2 separate regions of the Ovis aries genome follow, and region 2 is linked to region 1. Evidence: chromatin contacts called from public Hi-C data. All regions are on one chromosome and are shown on one strand. The core of a region is the stretch at or near the end of the contact, and the rest is flanking DNA. Distances in the headings are between cores, read along the strand shown. Region 1 holds the start of TBCD (tubulin folding cofactor D). Region 2 holds the start of FOXK2 (forkhead box K2).

What was found. A called contact is a pair of places that touch in the nucleus more often than the background predicts.
Region 2: a contact with region 1 is called in a Hi-C map of liver, with 1.9 times the contacts expected there. The contact joins the promoter of FOXK2 here to the promoter of TBCD in region 1. A contact is called at or near these places in 2 of 16 Hi-C or Micro-C datasets (hypothalamus and liver).

What each region holds. Positions count from the first base shown.
Region 1 is chr11:49,601,740-49,607,472 of ARS-UI_Ramb_v3.0, reverse strand. It overlaps TBCD (tubulin folding cofactor D), which reads left to right and starts at 3,263. Exons shown (of 39, transcript XM_027974323.2): 1 at 3,263-3,595; 2 at 4,774-4,824. The coding sequence starts at 3,388. It overlaps FN3K (fructosamine 3 kinase), which reads left to right. Exons shown (of 6, transcript XM_004013041.5): 5 at 941-1,063; 6 at 1,925-2,368. The coding sequence ends at 2,263.
Region 2 is chr11:49,767,908-49,773,285 of ARS-UI_Ramb_v3.0, reverse strand. It overlaps FOXK2 (forkhead box K2), which reads left to right and starts at 3,443. Exons shown (of 9, transcript XM_015098889.4): 1 at 3,443-3,988. The coding sequence starts at 3,576.

The sequences.
Region 1 (5,733 bases), core at 2,014-4,513:
CTTTTTACGAAACTGTCAAAATATATTCCAAAGTGGTTCTATCATTTTACATTCGCACCCCTAGTGTAGAGAGTTCCAGGCCCTCTGCACCCTCAGACACTTGGTATTTCCTTTGTCTATAATTGTAGCCATCCTAGTGATTGTGAAGTGGTATCTCAGTGAAGTTCTATTTTCTCTAATGACTAAGGATGTGGAGCATCTATTCAGGTGCTTATTTGCTGTATATTAGGGACATAAATGTTTAGGATTATTGTATCTTCCTCATTAGTTGACTCTCTTTCCATTGTGAAATGACTTTATAGTCAGTGTCTTTGCTCTGAAATCTACTTTGATATTAATATAGCCACTCCAGCTTTCTTTTAGCACAATTTATCTTTTCTATCCTTTTAACCTGTTTCTGTTTTTATGTATAAAGTGCATATCTTATTCACAGCTTATAACTGGGTCTTGCTTTATTTTTTCAACCTGTTGATCTGTCATTTAACTGGGGAGACCTGGGTTCGATCCCTGGGTTGGGAAGATCCCCTGGAGAAGGAAATGGCAACCCACTCCAGTATTCTTGCCTGGAGAATCCCATGGACGCAGGAGCCTGGGGGGCTACAGTCCACGGGGTCACAAAAAGTCAGACACGACTGAGCGACTTCACGTTCACATTCACATAGACCATTCATGTTTAATGTAGTTATTGATATGGTTAGGTTTGGATCTGTCGTCTTGTCATTCTTTTTTTTAATTTGTCTTATCTGTTCTTTGTTCCCCCTTTACGCTCTTCTGAATTAACCCTTTTTTAATGCTTTCATCTTGTCTCCCCTGTTGGCCAATGATAACATTTGCTGTGCTCTTTTAGTGTTTGCTCTAGGGTTTAGGCAGTTTCCACGCATAACTCTGTCCTGTGACCACCAGCTGCAGCACCAGCCCCTTACTTTCCCTTGTCACTCAGGTCAACGAGTGGCAGGACGACTGGCCAACCTTCTTCACCCGGCACCGGCTCCAAGCACAGCTGGACCTCATTGAGAAGGATTATGCTGACCGAGAGGCACGAGAACTCTGGTCACAGCTACAGGTGGGCACAGCAGTTATCCTCTGGGAGAAGGGCTGTCCTCTTACGAGCCTTCCACACATTTGTGTGGGGCCCTCTGCTAGAACAGAGCCAGAGAGGGGACCGCTGAACCTGGAGCAGGGCTGGGCAAATCATGGACACATAAGTGTCCTGACTATTGGTTCGATGCAGAAACTGAGAAGGGGGTGGCCCCTGAGAGCACCTCTCACTTCCTGGGTCATCAGATACTTAACCTCAAACTTTGCTCACGTGAAATGTAGGTGTTTGACTTGTGATTGGTGGCACTTACTACTACTTTCTTGCCTACTCTTATGCTGTTCTTTCCACCAAGGCACAAATGTCTTACCTTTTAGAGCAGGTGTGAACAGCAGGTGCCCCAGAGTGACTGGCTTCAAAACAGAACTCTCAAGATGTTAAAAACAGAACTCGCATATCAGTCCCTCATGAGCACGCATAAAAGAAATTTTATTGAACTCCTTACTGAAATAATCAGGCTACAAAAGAGGTGCAGATATGTATGTGCTATGAAATAAAAGAATAGCAGAGACAGTTTGCTAAGTTACATACAAAAAAACTTCACTCAGATTCATATTCTACACAATGGTAAAACCATAACCTCCGAGGTTCTCTACTGTATGACAATCACTAATGTTGCAGAGCTTTTAGACCTAAATTAACAGTAAATACCAAGACAAAATTACATTCCCCTGGAGTCAGAGGATCTTTATCTCTGGGCTTAGTAGGCAGTGGTGGTTGGACCCTGAGTAAACACAAGGTCCTCTTTACCTTATTTCCAAGTATTGGATGAGGAGACTGTGGCTCCCAGGCCTGTGATAACTCTATGTACCATAATTATTTTCTTAGGTGAAGATTCCGGATTTGTTTTGTGGCCTGGAGATTGTCCCTGCCCTTCTTCACGGGGATCTATGGTCGGGAAATGTGGCAGAGGATGACAGCGGGCCCATTATTTATGACCCAGCCTCCTTCTATGGCCATTCTGAGTTTGAACTGGCAATTGCCTTGATGTTCGGGGGGTTTCCCAGGCCCTTCTTCACCGCCTACCACCAGAAGGTCCCCAAGGCTCCAGGGTTTGACAGGCGGCTGCTGCTCTATCAGCTCTTTAACTACCTGAACCACTGGAACCACTTCGGTAGGCAGTACAGGAGCCCATCCCTGGGCACCATGAGGAAGCTTCTCAAATAGCAGCCTGCCTGTGTTCCCTGCCCAGCTGCTTGCCAAGGGACCAGGGTGGCTGCACCAAGGCAGTTTCAGGGACAAATAAAGCCCATGGGGGTGTCAGGGATGGAACTGTGTGTGTCTTAGTTTCACCTGCGTTTCTGTCCTCCATGCAGCTGGGTTAGTTTACTGGGGGCCCAGACCACCTGCAAGTTCTCTGCCAGGCTCATCACCTAGTCCAATCTAGGGGGAACATGGAGTTTGGATACTTTCATGACAATTGTATAGAAATTCACACAGATCTGGGGTTTGGTTCGGTAGAAGTTGGTGTCACAGTCCCCGCCGTGGACTCAGGGCTCCTGTTTCTGGCTTAGGTAGAGTTGGGGACCATGGAATGGGCCCAGCTCTTGAGCAGTGGCTCTGAGGCTGTGTTCAAGTCCACCCTTACTGAGGTGGCCGGGTGGGAGAAAGCCCCCTTACCCTTCAAGTGCTGGAGCCACTGCCCCTCTCCCGTGCTCCATTTTGCAGTTGGTAGTTTTGGTCGACAAGAGGGGGGCGGGCGGCAGTCTTGGGTAGCGGGTGTGCCCTGGTAGGTGCACGGGGTGTCCAGGGTGAGCGGGGTGTCACCGTGGAGGGGCGGGGCTGCTGGCCCCGCAGCCACCCAAGTGTGGGTCTCTGAAGACCAAGTCGCCCACATCACCAATTATTTCGGGGCGTTACGAGCGCCCCGTCAACCCTTCTCTGTTAAGTACCTATCTTCCACTGCAGCCTGCGCACCTGTGGGCTGCTTTGTATTGTAGAAAAATTCCCGACACCTGTCCGCGGTCACCGGGAAACAGCGCGCATGCGCGGGGAAGGAGGCGCGGCCGGCCCGGAGTCTTGTGCTCCGCCCCCGCCCCGCCCCTGTCCCCTGGGCCCTGCCCCACCCGGGCTCGCCACGGCCTCCGCGCGCACTCTTTTGGTGGCCGGCGCGTTCCGTAGCGGGGGCTGGCGTGCAAGGTCGGAGTTCCTGGGGGCGGGGCTGGCGTTATTGCCGCCTTCTCAGCCTCCGGCGTCTTGAGCGTCCCGTGCCCAGCGCCGCGTGCCCAGTGTCCCACGCCCCGAGTCCCACTGCACGCACCTCGCGCGAGGGCGTAGTCCGGCTGCCGAAGATGGCCCTGAGCGAGGAGCCGGCCGCGGGCGCCGCGGAGGACCCTGCGGAGGACCCGGTGGAGGATGCCGCGGAGGACGCGGCTCTGGCCTGCGGCGCCGCCCTCGAGTCATTCGGCGAGAGCGCGGAGACGCGGGAGCTGCTCGGCCGCCTGCCGTTGGTGCTAGCTGACCGCTCGGCCCGGGAGGGCGCCCTGGAGCGATTTCGGGGTGCGCACGGGTCGGAGGAGGGGAACACCGTGCAGGGTGTGCAAGTCTCCTTTCCTGCGGCCCCAGACACGGGCGTGCCTAAGAGAGGGAGGGCAGTGGGCCTCCACCGTCACGAGGAGGGATGGTGGAGCTCCCCTGGGTGGGTCATTTCCCAGTCCTTGTCCCCACCCTGTCCTGGGACCACCGCAAAGCGCACTTGCTCCAAGACAGCTGTGTGAACGGGGCAGTGGGTGCAGGAGAGGCCCAACAGGCAGGAACGGGCGGGGGCCCCCACCCAGAGCCTTCTCCTCAGCGCCCGTGGCTCTGCCAAGACCATGCATGCAGCCCAGTGCGGTAGCGCTGCTCCGGGCAGCGCAAGATGCTTAGTCAGACCCTTGCCGTTGTCTATAACGGATAACTTACAAACGATTCCTTAAGATCCCGTGGTTAGATAACTATGTAGGGTTTTGTGATTCAGTAAAACCGTCCTTGGGGACCTTTGTAGCTATAGAAATTTCTACATGATTTTGCCTTGGTGGACTTGTGATAACAGTTCTTAACTTCAGGAAGGGCACTCACTTGAGCAACTCCTCCTTGGGTTCGAATCCTGCTCTGCCACTTGGGCTAGTTGCTTGATTGTGCCCGTTTCTCTGGCTGTCTGCTTGGGTTAGCACTGAAAATACCTCGGGCACAGAACTGTCCTGAGGGTGAGGTGAAAATCCAGGGAGCAATGAAAGCCGGCTTTCCCTTTCATGGGAAGTGGTCAGACGTGGAGGTGTGTGGCTCGTGAGAACTGCCATAGGCCAGGTGGGCGTGGGATCTGATAGGAACGGTTCTAGCTGCTGGTAGGAGTAGAAACCAGGCTGCCTGGGATAAAGAAAGCCATAGTATGAGGGGGTTAGAAGGGCACATGGCTTGATGTGTGTGGCAGAGGGAGCATGGAAGGTGTTTGTCCTAATGAAGGGGAGAACTCAGCTTGGCTCTCAGCAGGCAGTGAAGGAAGGAAGAAGTGAGGATCTGAGAGGAAGGTGGATTGAGCACACAGAGAGCAGAGGCTGGGGTAGTGTGGCCCTGAGGAGACGCGTGGCTGGGGGGCTCACTCCAGCTGGCCTGTGCTCTTGGGAGCTGCCTGGGAAGTCCGCATGGGAAAACTCAAGGGTTTCCAGGGTTCATGTTAAGTCTCACGTTTTTCTTTTTAGTAATAATGGACAAATATCAGGAGCAGCCTCACCTGTTGGACCCACACCTAGGTAAGAACAGAAGCTGAGGTTTTGATCATTTACAGATAATCATAAAGGCCTTGGAACGTGTGTGTGTGTGTGCATGCGCACGCACGTGCCTGCACACCAGCTGAGACTATCAGGATAAACTGCCCAGGCTGTTCTTGTTAGTGGGGCCAACAGTAGTAACACCTCCTCCTGGAAGTGAACTTGGGAAGGAGGAAGGTAGTGATAGTAACTTACGTTGAGGGAAACACGGGGTGGTGGTTAGGGTCACCAGCCCTGGGGCTGGACTGCCTGGATTTATATCCCAGCTCTGCCGCTGAGCTGCTCTATGCCTGAGTTTCCTCACCTGTGATGTGGGATCATCAGTGCTGCCTGCCCGCCGGGCTGTGGAGATCTCAGATCACCAGAGAGGCACCAATAGTTAGCCTCAGCGTGCACACAGGTGCCTTTTAAAAAGTGGGCTGGTGCTGTGTGTGTTGATTTTTCTAAGTAACCAGCAGGTTTTGTGGAAGGTCAGCATTCTGAACTCTGCACTGTCTTGGGCAGAATAAATGCATTTCATGCTGCGTGGGGATGGAGGGCATGGGTCCATAGTCTCTCATCCAGTTATGCCAAGTGCATGTCTGAGTTTCTTTCTCAGGAGCCTTTTTGCCTTGGAAAGTTTCTGGAGCTTGGTATTTTAGGAGGGTATGACTCACTCTTGGCCTTTTTTGTTTGTTTGTTTTCTTAAGTGTTTTTATTAAATTTTTTTAAGAATGGAGGATAATTGCTTTATAAAGCTGTATTTGTTTCTGCTGTACACCAACATGAATTAGCCATAAGTGTATGCATCTATCCCTTTCCTCTTGAGCCTCTGTCTCACCTTGCCTCCCCCATCCCACCTCTCTAGGTCATCACAGAGTGCCGGGCTGGGTTCCCTGTATTACACAGCAT
Region 2 (5,378 bases), core at 2,194-4,693, 170 kb before region 1:
GCTGGGTCTTAGTTGTGGCACATGGGATCTAGTTCCGTGACTGGGAATGGAACCCAGGCCCCAGCATTGGGAGCACAGAGTCTTAACCACTGGACCACCAGGGAAGTCCCCAGAGAGAATATTTCATTCATCTCAGAATCCTGGGTAGCAAAAAGTTTATGGTAATATGAAATTTACTCCATGGTGTTTGTATTTTTTATAAAGAAGACAGTCAGAAGTGTGAAAAATAACATTTATTCAAGGTAACACCTTTTGAATTTCCAGTGCTGATTATCAGCAGGGACATATTTTAATGAACATACCTTATATTTCCTCTGAAAGCTTGGCCATATTTGTCTCTCTGTAGAGTACATTTTTTTCCATGCAATTCAAAGTGCTGTCTCCATCTTGTCGAGATGGACAGGCTACCCCCAGCCAAGGACAGAGATGAAAGCGGCGCCTGGCAGCCCAGTCAGATGGATGGAGTGGCCTGATTTCCCGAGGCAGCTTCGTGCTGAGTGCCCATCACTGGGAGTGAGTCAGATATACAGCTCAAGGTCTGCAGTAACAGAGTCAAGGAGACAAGGCATATACCATAAACTCATGAAAAGTAACAGTACAGAAAGTAAGTAACGATGCAAGGGAGGCACTATGTTATTAATTGTCACAGAACACAGCAAGTTAGGAAGTCTGGGGCCCTGGAGAGCCTAGCAGAGTTGCCTCAGCACTGGAATACTTTCTGCAAGAAGCAACTGGATAGGTGGGGGGAGGGTGCCGGGTACAGGCAGCTGATGAACAAAGGTGGAATGCAGGGATCAATGGGCAAGTGGCGGTTAGGGTAGAGCTGGGTGCAGGCAGTGCCAAGGGGCTGGTGGGCACAGGTCCTCCAGGCCACCTGGGAGTAGTGGGAAGAACTGGGAAAGTTGGGCAGGAGCTGGATAGGGAGGAAACAGACTGCTGGGTCTGGCTTCCCTCTGGTGTCTAACCATGAGCTTCTGAAGGTTTTTTAGTAGGAAAATATGAAACCCGGTGTTACATTCTCAAGATCACAGGACTTCTCATCACGAATTGTGCATATTATTCTGTTAGAAACCAGTTCCAGTGGTGGTGGTTACTCTGAATTTTTGTTTCTTAAAGAGTATCAAAGTTCACGATTATTTTATTGTCAGTATGCATCCTCTCTACTGTGAAGGGCACACAGGAAGCCTTGTTTTTGTTTCTCCAGCGAAGTAATGAAGGGCAGACTGGCTCTGCTGACATGGGCAAGTTAGTCAACCTCTCTGCCTCCTAGCAGTAATATGCGGGCAGTCAGAGCTTCCGTCAGTCAGAGGTGTATCGTGAGGATGGCCCGAGCCGGTATCGAGATGGTCCTTAGAGAAGTACCTGGCAGGCAGAGAATGCTGCAGGAGGGTTTACTGACCGAATCACAATTCTGATAGCACTTTCCCCCGTCAGGACAGCTCGGATAGAAACACTGGAAGTGTCAGGCTTTGTTCGAATCTTTCCTTCTAAAAAGAGGGTTTTCAAGAAGGGTAGCCCCAGAGCCTCCTCAGAATGGAGGGTTTGAGCTGGAAGAGGCTTCTGAGAGCAGCCAGTGTGGGGCCCCTTTTCCAGGTAAGGAAACTGAGAATGTGGCCTCGTGGAGCAGCAGCCTCTGAACGGCTCCCTGGCTGTCTCTCCCCTCATGCAGGGGCCTCTTCCCACCTCTGGGCTGCTGCCCTTGATCTCTGCCGAGGTCACGTCCCTCAGGCCTCGGGTCGGAGGTGTCCTCCTCCCCTGACCCTCCTGCCTGCCTCTTCGTCCCCTCACTCTGCCCTCTGTGCTGCTCCCTGGCTGTGACTGTAAGAGCTCACGCGTGCACTGTGGCTCCTCCATAAGCCTCACCAGGCAGGGGGCCTGTGGTCGTGCTCTCTTCCCGCACTTGTGTCCTGCAAGGACACAGTCCCTGGATGAAAGAACAAAGCTTTGGAAGCCCTGGTTCGGGTATGTCTCCTTCACATCTCTTCCTTCTGTGGCTCAATGTAAACAGCAGCAATGCTGCCAGACCCTGAGGGCATCTCCTGGGTGCTGCTCCTCCATCTCAGTGGGTGTCGGGTGCTGCTTCCCTTTGGTCCTTCTTGCACACAGGCTGGAACGTGGCAGCCGGGGCCCGCTTACTGGTCTCTGTGCAAGCCTGTCCTGTGCCTGGTACCCAGCAGCTGTTCACTGAGCACTTGGAATGGATGGTGCAAGCCCCTCTGGTCTGGAGCCAGTGTCAGTAATTGCTTTCCTTCTCAGAACCATGTGGTAGTTACCATTTCCACTTGCCGGGCACTGTCCATCTTTTCATCAAGGAGCTTTATGTCTACATAGTAGGGACATCCTTGAGACACATCAGTGCAGTGGGACAAGCTCTCCCTCTTTATACCTTCTGGCTTGGGCTCCCTGGATGTGGTGGATACTCTGTGTTGATGAAAAAAAAAATATGAAAAGCAAGGGAACGTTTCTAGTGAGCGGCCTTATATAAGTTCAACAGCATGCAGCACAGACTCTGAACTCAGGTCAGTTACTTCATACTTGACGGGACGCTCTTTCTTTGGATCAATTGTGCTTTGTTTGTGAATGAAAGGTTTCCCCCCTTATTATTTCCATTCTTGTCTCATCACAACCTAAAATCTCTCCCAAGTATGAGACTTTAACGGAAACTACATTTCTTCTGTCTAGGATACTCTGCCACACTTATGGCGCAAAGCAGTGTGAACCCCCAGGGGTTTGTACTATAACCACAAACACATCTACGGCAAATGAGACAGGCAGATGTCGCATTCAGAGGGATACGTTAATTTCCATTTCTTTAGAATAGGTTGTTACACAGAGAATCCCAAGCGCCTGGCTCTGTGAGCGGAGCCCGATCTGCGGCCCTCGAGGCTTCCCGCTCCCACCGCGCCCTTGGCATTCCGGATGCTGGTCCGCGCCCTTGCACCCCTCCCCGTACCCCTTCCCGCGCCCCCGTGGACCCTCCCCATCCTCCTCCCTTGCGGACCCTCACCCCTCCCCCTCCCCACCGCCCCGCAGACACTCACGCTGGGGTCTCACAGCCACTGCAACCGTGGAAACGCCTGGATTTCAGCTGCCAGCACGCGGCAGGCTCCGGCCAAGCCTGAGTGTACGCGCGTGACAGCAGCTGCAAAGCGCTGGGCCGGGTGAGGCGCATGCAGGCCCCCGCCGCTTGCCCGCGCCGACCTTGACCCCAGCCCGGCTCCCGCCCCCGCCCCACGCGCGGCACTGCGCGCAGTGGTGCCGCGCGTCGGCTCCGCGGCCTCCCTCCTCCATCTCGGGTTTTCCAGGCCGCCCGGGGCCGCGCCTGCGTCGGGCGCCGCGGCCGACGTGCAAGCGCACTGCCGGCGTGCCTCGCTATTGGTCGGCTGCCGGTAGCCCCACTGCCGTGCACCGCCCCTATAGGCGGCCGCGGCCGTCAGTCACCGGCCCGGCGCCGGCCCGCGGCGCGCCGCGCGTGTCCCGCCCCTCGCCGCCGCTCGTCGCTCGCCGGCCGGCGGCCTCGCTCGGCCCTCAGCTCCGTGGCGGCGGCGGAAGGCGGCCCGGGCCCTCGCAGGCCCATGGCGGCGGCCGCGGCGCTCCCGGGCGCGGGGGGGCCTCCCGCGGGCGGCGGGGCCGGGGGTGGCGGGGGCGCGGGCGGCGGGTCGCCGCCGGGCGGCTGGGCCGTGGCGCGCCTCGAGGGCCGCGAGTTCGAGTACCTGATGAAGAAGCGCTCGGTGACCATCGGGCGCAACTCGTCGCAGGGCTCGGTGGACGTGAGCATGGGCCACTCGAGCTTCATCTCGCGGCGCCACCTCGAGATCTTCACGCCCCCGGGCGGCGGCGGCCATGGCGGGGCGGCCCCGGAGCCGTCGGCGCAGCCCGGGCCCGACGCGGGCGGCGACTTCTACTTGCGCTGCCTCGGCAAGAACGGCGTGTTCGTGGACGGGGTGTTCCAAAGGCGCGGGGCGCCGCCGCTGCAGCTGCCGCGCGTGTGAGTGGGGCCAGGGCCTGGGGGCGCAGGCAGGGGTGCGGCCTGACCGGCGGGACTCGGACTCCGACAACCGACTCTCAATCCGCTCTGACCCACGATCCCTACCCCTACCCACTACCAGGAGGGACTCAGCCCCCCGCCAGCGAACCTCGCCTAGTCCTAGCCACGAATAGGGCACAGTCAGAACCCAGAGACTCCAAACCTCATTTCGACCCCGAGCCCTTGTCCGTTCTCCCACAACCAGGACCTGGATCTCGATGTCTGGCCTTGTTCTTCCCTATGATCACACTAAGACCCTGACTCCATCATCCTGGCAGGATCCCATTCCATGACCCCAGTGTCCCGGCTTCATCCTTAGTACCCACGACCAAAACGCAGACTACATTGCCAGCCCGGGACCCCCCACCCTCGCCTTCCCAAAGCTGGAGGCTCAGGCAGCTGTCCACGTGGGCTGAGGTTTTCTGGGGTTCTCTGTGCAGTTCTGAGAGTATGCACAATATTTTTCATAACTAGCATGTTAGGTAGTGTGGATTAGAAACGTTGGTCTGGGTGGTGGAACTGCCCAAAACAAAAATCTGTATGTTTTTGACTGATGATGGATTATCTGTTACTTTTTGTTTTACCTGTTTTCAGTAGTGTATTATTTCAAGCCTGTGTTTCTTAAGCTGCCAAGGACTTATTTTTCTTATTGTGTATCTTTGTAGCCTAGAAAGTGAAAGCTCTTGAAGCATGATGAATTTTAAAATCTGTGCTCTGAACCCTAAATTTTTGGGAAAACTAGGTACTTTCAACATAACTTTTTGGAAAATCATTTAATTACTTAGAGATTATTATAAGGTCATATAGAATGTAATTAAGTGAGCTTCGTGGGGAACTATCAGTCCCACTACAGAGCATTTTAGCTTGGTTCTCTGATTCTGTGACGTTAGCCTTTAGTCTACTTGAAAAACAAACTTGCTGTCTAGGAAATGGTAATTATTCTTCAGGGACTTCGAGATTGTTTATAAGTAGAACCTTCTTCCACAAACTGAAATTTTTGACTGCTTTTGGTTGTTGGAGATGGGGTAAGATTTGTTGCTTTCTTTATTCCTTGACTTTTGTACACGTGTGCTGTTACTGCTTAGCCTGGAAAGCTGTACCAGCTAATTCTTTAAACCTTGATGGGAATGTTTCAAATAATGTTATTTTTCAAACCAGAATGCTGTTTGTGTGTATTTATTCTATAGAGCACCTGAAATCAATGATAGAGATCTGACAGCTGCTGCTTAGTTAGGCAGTTTGTTTTTTGCAAATAACTTGGTGTCATAACAAAGAGTATTATTATAATTTTACTCTGAGAAGTTTGAGATTTTTAAAGAAAATTGTATTTTTGCCATTCAACCAGAACCAT